Regions from separate parts of the Podarcis muralis genome. Here regions 1 and 3 are each linked to region 2. Evidence: chromatin contacts called from public Hi-C data. All regions are on one chromosome and are shown on one strand. Each heading gives the region's core, a stretch centred on a gene start, on an enhancer-like site or on the middle of the called end of the contact. The rest is flanking DNA. Distances are from core to core; before and after follow the strand shown.

Region 1 (3,183 bases), core at 143-2,642, 170 kb before region 2:
ATGATTTCTTAACCATTGAGAGACAGTGTGGTGTAGTGGTTAAAGTGTCGGACTAGGACCTGGGAGACCAGGGTTCAAATCCCCACTCGGCCATGAAGGTCACTGGGTGGCCTTGGAAGCCAGTCACTGCCTCTCAGCCCAGCCTACCTCACAGGGATGACAGCTTCTGGGAGCCACAGGTGAGAGCCGAGTGCAGGATAGGAACCAAGGGTGGACAAACTAACCCAGAAGGAGCGTGATGTACTAGAGGGACTACTGGTTTGAGTTTCTACTGAAATGAGGCTGCATTTTAATGTTGTATTTTAATCTTGCTTTTAAGTTGTACTTTAATCAATTGTTTTTATAGCTGGTGTTTATGAGCCCAGTCTTGGCTGGGGAGGGCGGGGTATAAATAAAATTTATTATTATTATTATTACCCATCTCCTATAAATTAGAACCATGGGTTCACTCAAATGTAGTAGGGAAAACACATTAGTCCTTGACCTGAAGAAACACATTTAGGGCAGAAAATGCTTATTTTCCCTGCTGCTCTATAATACTAGTTAGTATTAAGAACAGACTGACAACACCTCACTCCCCACTATTGTTTTACTGTATTTTTAAATCTATTGCAAGCCACCTTGATAGCTCATGGGTAGGCAAACTAAGGCCCGAGGGCTGGATCCGGCCCAATCGCCTTAAATCCGGCCTGTGGACGGTCTGGGAATCAGCGTGTTTTTACATGAGTAGAATGTGTGCTTTTATTTAAAATGCATCTCTGGGTTATTTGTGGGGCGTGGGAATTTGTTCACCCCCCCCCCCCAAAAAAAAATAGTCCGGCCCACAAGGTCTGAGGGACAGTGGACCGGCCCCTTGGTGAAAAAGTTTGCTGACCCCTGTGCTTGACTGATCCCTGTGGCAGAATAGTACAAAGTTAATGCTTTCACTGAAAACAATTGCACTGGCTCCCAAAATTTGCTGGGCTACTTTAAAAAAAAATTTTTTTTTATGCGGCTACTAAACTGAATAAACAATCATAATCATAATCGACTTCTCCCTGGGTGTGGTCTCAATTGGAGCCTGCCCCAGTTTTGCGCATCTCCCTGTGGCGTGGTAGTGCGCTGAACCAGCCAGAGAGGAAGCCGCGTCGAGTACGACGGCGGGCGCAGACGTCACTCGCACTAGACGAGGCGGCAGGGTTACGGGTGGGGCGGGAGGAAAAGAGCGACGGCCTTTGAGCCCAATGGGAAAAGAGAAACCCAGGGCTCGCGCACTCTCTCTCCCCATCAACTGCCGCGCCTTCACGTGCTTGCTCCAAGCCCCGCCCAGCCCCGCCTTCCCCCCAGGGCGCGAGGGAGTCGGAGAGGAGGGGGAGGGCCTGGGTTCCGTAGCATTAGATTTTGATTAGCTCCGCTGCTTGATTGAAATGCGGGCGGTCCAGTGCGAGCGAGCGCGTGGCCTCCGGGCACCCAATGGGAGCGCCGGGGCGGTCTGAGGCGCTGGGTTGAAACGTGCGCGAGGAAGCGCGTGAGCGGCCGCAGCTGAGGAGGCGGGCTTGAGAGTGAGGTGGGTGGCGTGAGAGGGAGGCGGCCGCCTCTGAGGGGGCCGGGGCGGGTGTGGGTGTCGCGGTTTAGGGTTCCTGTGGGGCAGAGGAAGATCCCTATCCCACCCCGACCTGAAGCCGGCGAGGGGGTGGCGCGCAACACGTGCCTGTGTGAGGGAAAGACACCTCCCCCTCGCTGCCCTGCTCACTTTCCTCACGAGCACCTTCATTTCCCTCCCCCAACCGGACTCACAACAGACCTGTGAGGTAGGCCAGGCTGAGAAAGAGAGTGGCTGGCCGTCGACTCTCAAACCCCCCCCCCCCAGTTTAGACTCACAACAGACTTGTGAGGTAGGCCAGGCTGAGGGGGAAGGGTGTCTGGTCTCCCCGCTCCAATTTTAGCCTCACCACAGATGCGCCATAGGTAGGCCAGGCTGAGGGAAAATAATAATAATAAAAAAAAATTTTTATTTATATCCCGCCCTCCCCAGCCGAAGCCGGGCTCAGGGCGGCTAACAACAATAAAATAGTGCAACATTCTAAAAACATTTCATTATAAAAATTAATTAAAATCAAATTGATGGCAACCATAAGCTTAAGCATTAAAAACGTTCTCTGTACGGTTTTGCGTGAATTACGTTTAGGTATTGCCCTTGCCAACGTCTGGCAAAGCTGCTTTTCACCCGTGAAAGCTTATATTGTAATAAATTTATTGTAAACTCTCACTTTTTCTTATCACAGGGTAATGTAGTTGCTCCTCTTGAGGTTACTCAGGCCACCTGAGGAGTATGAGGCCTTGCAGAGGTTAAGACCTATTGTAAACATTTCTATACGGCCAAAGAAAAAGGAATAAGGGTGGGAAACAAAATAATCACTTAAATTACATCACTAGCAGCAAAGTTTATATGTCAATAATCAAATTAATATGTAATCAACTTTACTGGATCACATATCAGTGAACGTCTGAGAGAACAAACGTGTTTTAAGCTGGTGTTTAAAATCCAGTACTTTTAAGTGCCTGTTTAAATACTTGATGAACGTGAAAAACAAAAGAGGTACCCCATGTTCTCTTAGTTTGGTACATTAACCATGGTACACATAACATCTGCCAACTCAGGGTAGCCGTAGGTGCATATGGTGACATAGATACTAATCCATGAAAGCTTCAACTACAATAAATCTGTTAGTCCTTGTGGAGTAGTCTATGTGGTACCCTCCAGATGTGAGCTGCAACTCACATCAGCCCCAGGCACCATAGTCAGTGGTCAGGGATGATGTGAGTTATCCAGAATATCTAGAGATCAGGTTGGCTGAACCTGTTTTTAGGTGTCCAAAATAATGTTTTCCAGATGTAGCCTGTACTTGTTGCATCAGAAACAAAAGAGTCTTATGTCACCTTGAAATACTGCTGTAAGCTATCACAGACTAGAGTCCATCAAATGTTGCAGATTGAGGCAGCTAATCTTCTGGAGGATCGAATGAATGCACATTCCTACTTTAGAAGGAGGGGGTGCTATGCAACATTTCACAGAGGAAAATAGAAACACCTCGAGGAGCAGCTATGTTAAAATGGCCACAACAAAAACAATGGGACAGCCTTGTGTCTCAAAGATTACATGTTCTAGTCTTCCTCTCTGTGTCAGAAAGTATTTGCTTTTTA
Region 2 (2,992 bases), core at 307-2,806:
TGAATTTATTAATAATTTATTACACACAAAAAAGAACAATACAACATTGCTCTTCCTCTGAGGTGCTCTGGACAGCAGACATGGAGTTTTAGACTTGATTTATTGATTTAACCGTCCTTCACAGGCATTTTGGGACTCGGGTGGCGCTGTGGGTTAAACCACAGAGCCTAGGACTTGCCGATCAGAAGGTTGGCAATTTGAATCCCCCCGACGGGGTGAGTTCCTGTTGCTCGGTCCCTGCTCCTGCCCACCTAGCAGTTCAAAAGCACATCAAAGTGCAAGTACATAAATAGGTACCGCTCCGACGGGAAGGTAAACAGCGTTTCCATGCGCTGCTCTGGTTCTCCGGAGGTGGCTTAGTCATGCTGGCCACATGACCCGGAAGCTGTATGCCGGCTCCCTCTGCCAATAAAGCTAGATGAGCGCTGCAACCCCAGATTCGGTCACGACTGGACCTAATGGTGAGGGGTCCCTTTACCTTTACACAGGCATTTCAAACCTATTATATATCTGCCAGCCAACTCATTTCCTATAATTTGATGTGCAGAATGCCCATACCAAATTGACATGTACAGTTATGACCATAATAATAATATTTTTATTATTATTTCCCCCAACCCATCTGGTTAATCAAGATACATGCCCAGACTGTCTCACATCTGCTCAAAGGCCAACATTCCTGGACCGCGAAAGCCTCGCCACAGTACTTATGCCAGGGTTTCCAAAACTTAGGTCTCCAGCTGTTTTGGAGCTACAACTCCCATCATCCCTAGCTAGCAAGACCTGCGGTCAGGGATGATAGGAATTGTAGTCCAAAAACAGCTGGAGATTCAAGTTTGGGAGACCCTGCTATATGTGCTGGTTGCTTTGAGACTGAATTACTGCAATGCGCTTTTTGTGGGGCTTCCCTTGCGCTTGATCTGGATGCTGCAGTGAGTGTAGAATGCTGCAGCATGATTGCTAACAGGCCTCATCACCATATAAAACCTTTGCTCTAGAGGTCTACACTGGTTGCTGGTTGCTACCAGGCCAGGTTCAAGGAGCTACTCTTGGTATATAAAGCCCTTAACAACTTGGGACCAGTTTACCTGTGAGATTTCCTTTCCCTTCATGTGCCCACTCATCTACTAAGACTGGTAGAATTGACATTTGTAAGAACTCATTTAGTGTGGTATCACCTACGCTTTGGAACGCCCTCCCTGTTGATAGCAAGCAGGCATCTTTACTGTATTCTTTTTGTCAGCTCCTAAAGAAAACCCAAAACATTATTGTTTAGGCACACCTACCCAGATGCTAAGAAAGTTGATGTGCCAAGGATAAAAAGGTGGAAGAATGCACTGGAATAGTCCATATCATGGAAGCTCTAAATGGCAACTGGTGAAATCCTCATGGATGACATAGGCCTCTTTCAGTATTGCCTCATAATGTTTGGCTTTCAGCAGGTGGGAAGACTTTGCCCAGGGCAGCCAAGTGGACCAGTAAAGTGGAGTGCAGATCTTCGATGTTATGTAACGTGCCCCCGCCCCCATGCAAAACAAAACACTGAGCAGATCAGCAGTATTTGAGAGTTGTTCCATCAATTCTTGCTCTCACTCTCTTCCTTCCAAGTCAGCCTCAACATGGCTCTGTGGACATTCGTCCTCCTTGACCCAGTCTCAGTTTTCTTGCTGCTTGCGCTGATCTTCCTAACGACATTCTGGTTTCTGAGCAGCAACCATGGGAAATCACCTCTGCCCCTGCCTCCAGGTCCTCGACCACTCCCAGTCATTGGCAATTTGCATTTGATAGATATCAGAAGACAAGATTTATCATATATGAAGGTGAGATGTGGTGATGGCTTGTGGTGGGAGGGAGGGAGGCGTTGGTTCTGTTTTTAAACCTTCCCATTTCAGTGCAGCCGATGTAGAGTTTAAGGTAAAGGTAAAGGTACCCCTGCCCATATGGGCCAGTCGGGTCCGACTCTAGAGTTGTGTGCCCATCTTACTTAAGAGGCCTGGGGCCAGCGCTGTCCGGAGACACTTCCGGGTCACGTGGCCAGCGTGACGAAGCTGCAACTGGCGAGCCAGCACCAGAGCAGCACACGGAAACGCCGTTTACCTTCCCGCTATAAAGCGGTACCTATTTATCTACTTGCACTTAGGGGTGCTTTCGAACTGCTAGGTGGGCAGGAGCTGGGACCGAAAGACGGGAGCTCACCCCGCCATGGGGATTCGAACCGCCGATCATGCGATCGGCAAGTCCTAGGCACTGAGGTTTTACCCACAGCGCCACCCGCGTCCCTTGATGTAGAGTTTAGCTTTCCGTAAATCCCTGAGTATCGTTTCACAGCGTGATCTTCAGAGCAGATCACTTGCGATTATGATGGTGAAAATGTTAAACTCCTTAAATAATATTCGAGGTCCAAGGCTGTAGTCCTACATACCAGGGTTCAGAATTAGAGGGCCGCTCCAGGTCTCCCCCACCTCAGAGACCACCTACCAATTTTGGCAGTGGCATGAAGAGAACCTGGGGCATGACTGCCTGCAGCAGCACCTGATTTGCAGAGCAGAAGCAAATCAGTTACGTAAGTTTTCTGGGGTATTTTGCAGCTTCATCCATCCTGACCCAGTGCTGTGATCAGCATCTGATGAGTCGTCCAGTGAGATTGCCCCCACTCCCCTCGCCGACACCTTGGACCTCTTGACAGCTGAGAGCGCAGTTTTTGGAGAGGTGACAGGTCACAAGGATCTAAAGTGGCCAGGGAAGATGCATACTTGTTTCCCTGCCGCCACCAACAAGGCCTTTTTTCCAGCTGTGGGGCAGGAGAGATAAAATCCCCTCTTTTGCACTGGTTTATTTGACTGAAAATATTCATACACCGCTCTTCATAAAAAATAAAAAAGACACCAGGGCAATTCACAATTGGGACAATAAAACCATACAATAGAAACCATATTTAAAAACTTAAAATTAGAAATCAGCTGACTATGGCAGAAAGATATCTTCTTCATTG
Region 3 (3,013 bases), core at 384-2,883, 130 kb before region 2:
AAGCCCTTCTCAGGCATTGTGCTGCTAGTATGTTAGGCTTTATTTGTTTTGGCAGTGAATACAAAAATGTTCTGGAATCCTGTTCTCAGGCTCAGACACACAGCTAATAAATTATCCTTGCCTCCAATAGATGGAGCCGAACCATTCCCCACAACACGCAGGAGAGAACTACAGGAGGGCAAGTACTGCGAGGGAAATCTCTTGAGAAAGGCAGAACTTGAAATTATTTCCCCCTTGCATGCGTTTGCTTAAAACACTCAAGTCTGGGCATTTCAGTTTAATGAATTAAACTGACGACTTATTTGAAAGCTTCCAAGCTGCATTACTATGTTTAGGAATCGTTGTTTTAGAAACCAGATCTATTTTTGTATAGATGCTTAGCATATGACAGCCCTTCCCTGGGTTTTTTTCCCTACAGGAGAAAGAAGATTCTTTTATACAAGCAAGCCTTGTGCGTAACTTGAGTGTTATTGCTATTTTAGCTGTTTAGTGTAAATGTGTTTATAATTCTTTGCAAAAGATGGACTAGGGATTCTGACATAAGTTAAATTCAGAGACGGGATTTGTAGAGGCAGAGAAATAAAAAATGGAGTTACTTATACAGTTGATTACAGTAAGAATTTAACTGAAGGAATACAGTTTCTACAGAAACAAACAAATTGAGAAGAGATTTTTTTCTTCTACACAGAGGAAGAATGTCAACAGTGTTGTGTTTAAAATCTGTTATGTGTGCAACTCTTGCGTTAGTCTTATTCTAAAACAGTAGAAGGCAACATTCCGGCTCAGTAGAAAGTTTTGATTCCTCCTCCCCACTTCCTTTTGTTTAAATAGTTGAAGCATCTGGCTTCTTGCACATTTAAGAATTATGTGACGCTTTAATTATTTATAAAAGGATTCTAGCAGAACAGAAAAATCCTGGTCTCTTTTGTTTTCATAACATTTTTTTAAGATGTGGTATTTTGCTGCATTTTGTGCAGCTTTAAGCATATTACTGAAGCAAAGAGGTTGAAAGTACAGAGCTCTTTTCACAGTGTTTTTGGTCCTTAGTGATGATGAAAACATTTCATATTTAAAACAAAGTAGGTCACTTACCCGTGAAACAAAATGCAGATGCAACAGGCTGATGCTGTCTTTATGATCAGATTGATGAGGAAAGTAAGTTTTAATGCATACTTGGCTTCCTGTGTGTGGTGACGTGTTCAGTTCGAAAACTCAGACAACAAAAAACCACAGTTCTTCTGTAGGAAACAGGAACTTGGTTTCATGTAATTCAAACCATACACGTTGCAATTTTAGCCCGCGTATGGCTCCATCATGTGACTTTAAAGTTTGAGTTGACCTACACAGAGTGATGTTTGGGTACTCCAGAACAGAAAAGTAGTGTTTAGTCATATATTTCTGAGTCTTTGAGGCCATCCAGTGGCTTCTCGGTTATTTTAAATCATGAAGCCATTCTACCTCTATTCACTAATACTGGAAGTATGTTTTCACATGTCCAGATGTTTAGCATTTTCAAAATGCTGCAGAAGTAAATATCAAATAAAAATATTTTATACAAGTAGGACCTGCACCAAAATATTATCTTATGGAGTGCTTCCTGTCCAGGATTCCAGCCAGTCCATTCCATTCACCCCTCCTCTCCCCTGATCTCCCTCCCACTAACAGTCAGTCAGCTTTCCATGCCCACTAAACGTGCTCAGTGATTTGGCTGTTGTGAAAGTTCATTTCCCATTTTTTGAAATATATTTTTATGCTCCTTGAAACCTCTGAGTTCTCTGGCCTGCTGATAGTTCCCTCTTACGCGTAAGCAGTGTTGATTAGGCTGCATACGGACTAGAAGAAGTGAGATCGCTAGAAGTATAAATGGTAATGATTAAAACACTCACACCCTTACCTCTCCCCCCCTTCCAGAAGCTGATGCTGAATACTTTGCCTAGAATCAAAAGTTTGGAAATAAAGATTCCTACCTTCTTGCTGGGTTTGGAGGCATAATTGTGGTGTGTCCATGAAATAGCTTGTCCAAAATACCCTATGCATTAAGAGGTTATATTTAAGACAGGGTTTCCCAAACTTGGGTCTCCCAAGCTATTTTTGGACTACAACTGGAAACCCAAGTTTGAGAAACCTTGGTTGAAGAGATAGTCTATTTAATCTGCTCACTACTAACCCATAGTGTGCAAGATGGCTGAATACAATTGTAATTAATGATAATTCTAAACATTTTAATTTACACAGTGCTGTAATTTTCATGCACATTTCCCTCTGACAGTTACTGTTGCTATTCAAAATTGAATGAGGAAGAAAAAGTGGGCATTCTTTTCAAATGTGGTTTCTCTTGAACATTTATTTTTATAGTCTCAATTTGATTCAGTTGAACAATCATAGGATACGGTCATATGAGCTCAATAAGAAAGTAAACTTTATTCGGATAGCACACAAGGGGCTGTTTTAGTGTGAGTTTTTTTGTTTTTTTCAGTGGTTGGTCAACTGATTTAGGGCTAACTTTCTGCAGTTCTAGGAGGTTGCACTCTTTATTAAAGCGAGCATTCAGCAAATTTAAGAGTTTAAATCATTTGTGACTTGGGTGCATAATCATTATGAGAAGCCTGTAGCAAACAGACAAGTGTTTGAAATATAAAGACTTCCTAGTTAAGAAGGAGCTTCTGCATCAGCTGACAGCCCTTACACCCCTTCTGACAATGAGGTGGCTGAAAACAAAAATCACACTCTCAAAGAAATGATGTGTGCTCAATTACAGACACACAGTTGTCTGATGCATTATTGGAGAAAGCCTTAACAATGGTTAATTACACTCAGAACTAGCTGTTCACAATTGCAACACCATTTGGGCTTTTCCTGGTATGAAACCTAAGCATGGGTGTAGCCTGGAATTTTGTTAGGGGGGACAGGACTTTTGTTAGGGGAGCAGAACCAATGTGATTTGTCAGTGAGTATTTCTATTGTTTTACTTGATATGGGGGTGGGCAGCTGCCCCTCTGGCGCCCCCCCAGGC

What was found. A called contact is a pair of places that touch in the nucleus more often than the background predicts.
Region 1: a contact with region 2 is called in a Hi-C map of tail, with 2.5 times the contacts expected there. The contact joins the promoter of CHLSN here to the promoter of LOC114584598 in region 2. A contact is called at or near these places in 2 of 3 Hi-C or Micro-C datasets (blood and tail).
Region 3: a contact with region 2 is called in a Hi-C map of blood, with 6 times the contacts expected there. The contact joins the promoter of LOC114584942 here to the promoter of LOC114584598 in region 2. A contact is called at or near these places in 2 of 3 Hi-C or Micro-C datasets (blood and tail).

What each region holds. Positions count from the first base shown.
Region 1 is chr14:50,306,498-50,309,680 of rPodMur119.hap1.1, reverse strand. CHLSN (cholesin) reads left to right here and starts at 1,392. Exons shown (of 6, transcript XM_028707157.2): 1 at 1,392-1,541.
Region 2 is chr14:50,135,650-50,138,641 of rPodMur119.hap1.1, reverse strand. It overlaps LOC114584598 (cytochrome P450 2W1-like), which reads left to right and starts at 1,556. Exons shown (of 10, transcript XM_077918694.1): 1 at 1,556-1,820. The coding sequence starts at 1,620.
Region 3 is chr14:50,265,740-50,268,752 of rPodMur119.hap1.1, reverse strand. LOC114584942 reads right to left here and starts at 1,633. Exons shown (of 2, transcript XM_028707150.2): 1 at 1,093-1,633. It overlaps CHLSN (cholesin), which reads left to right. Exons shown (of 6, transcript XM_028707157.2): 3 at 131-178.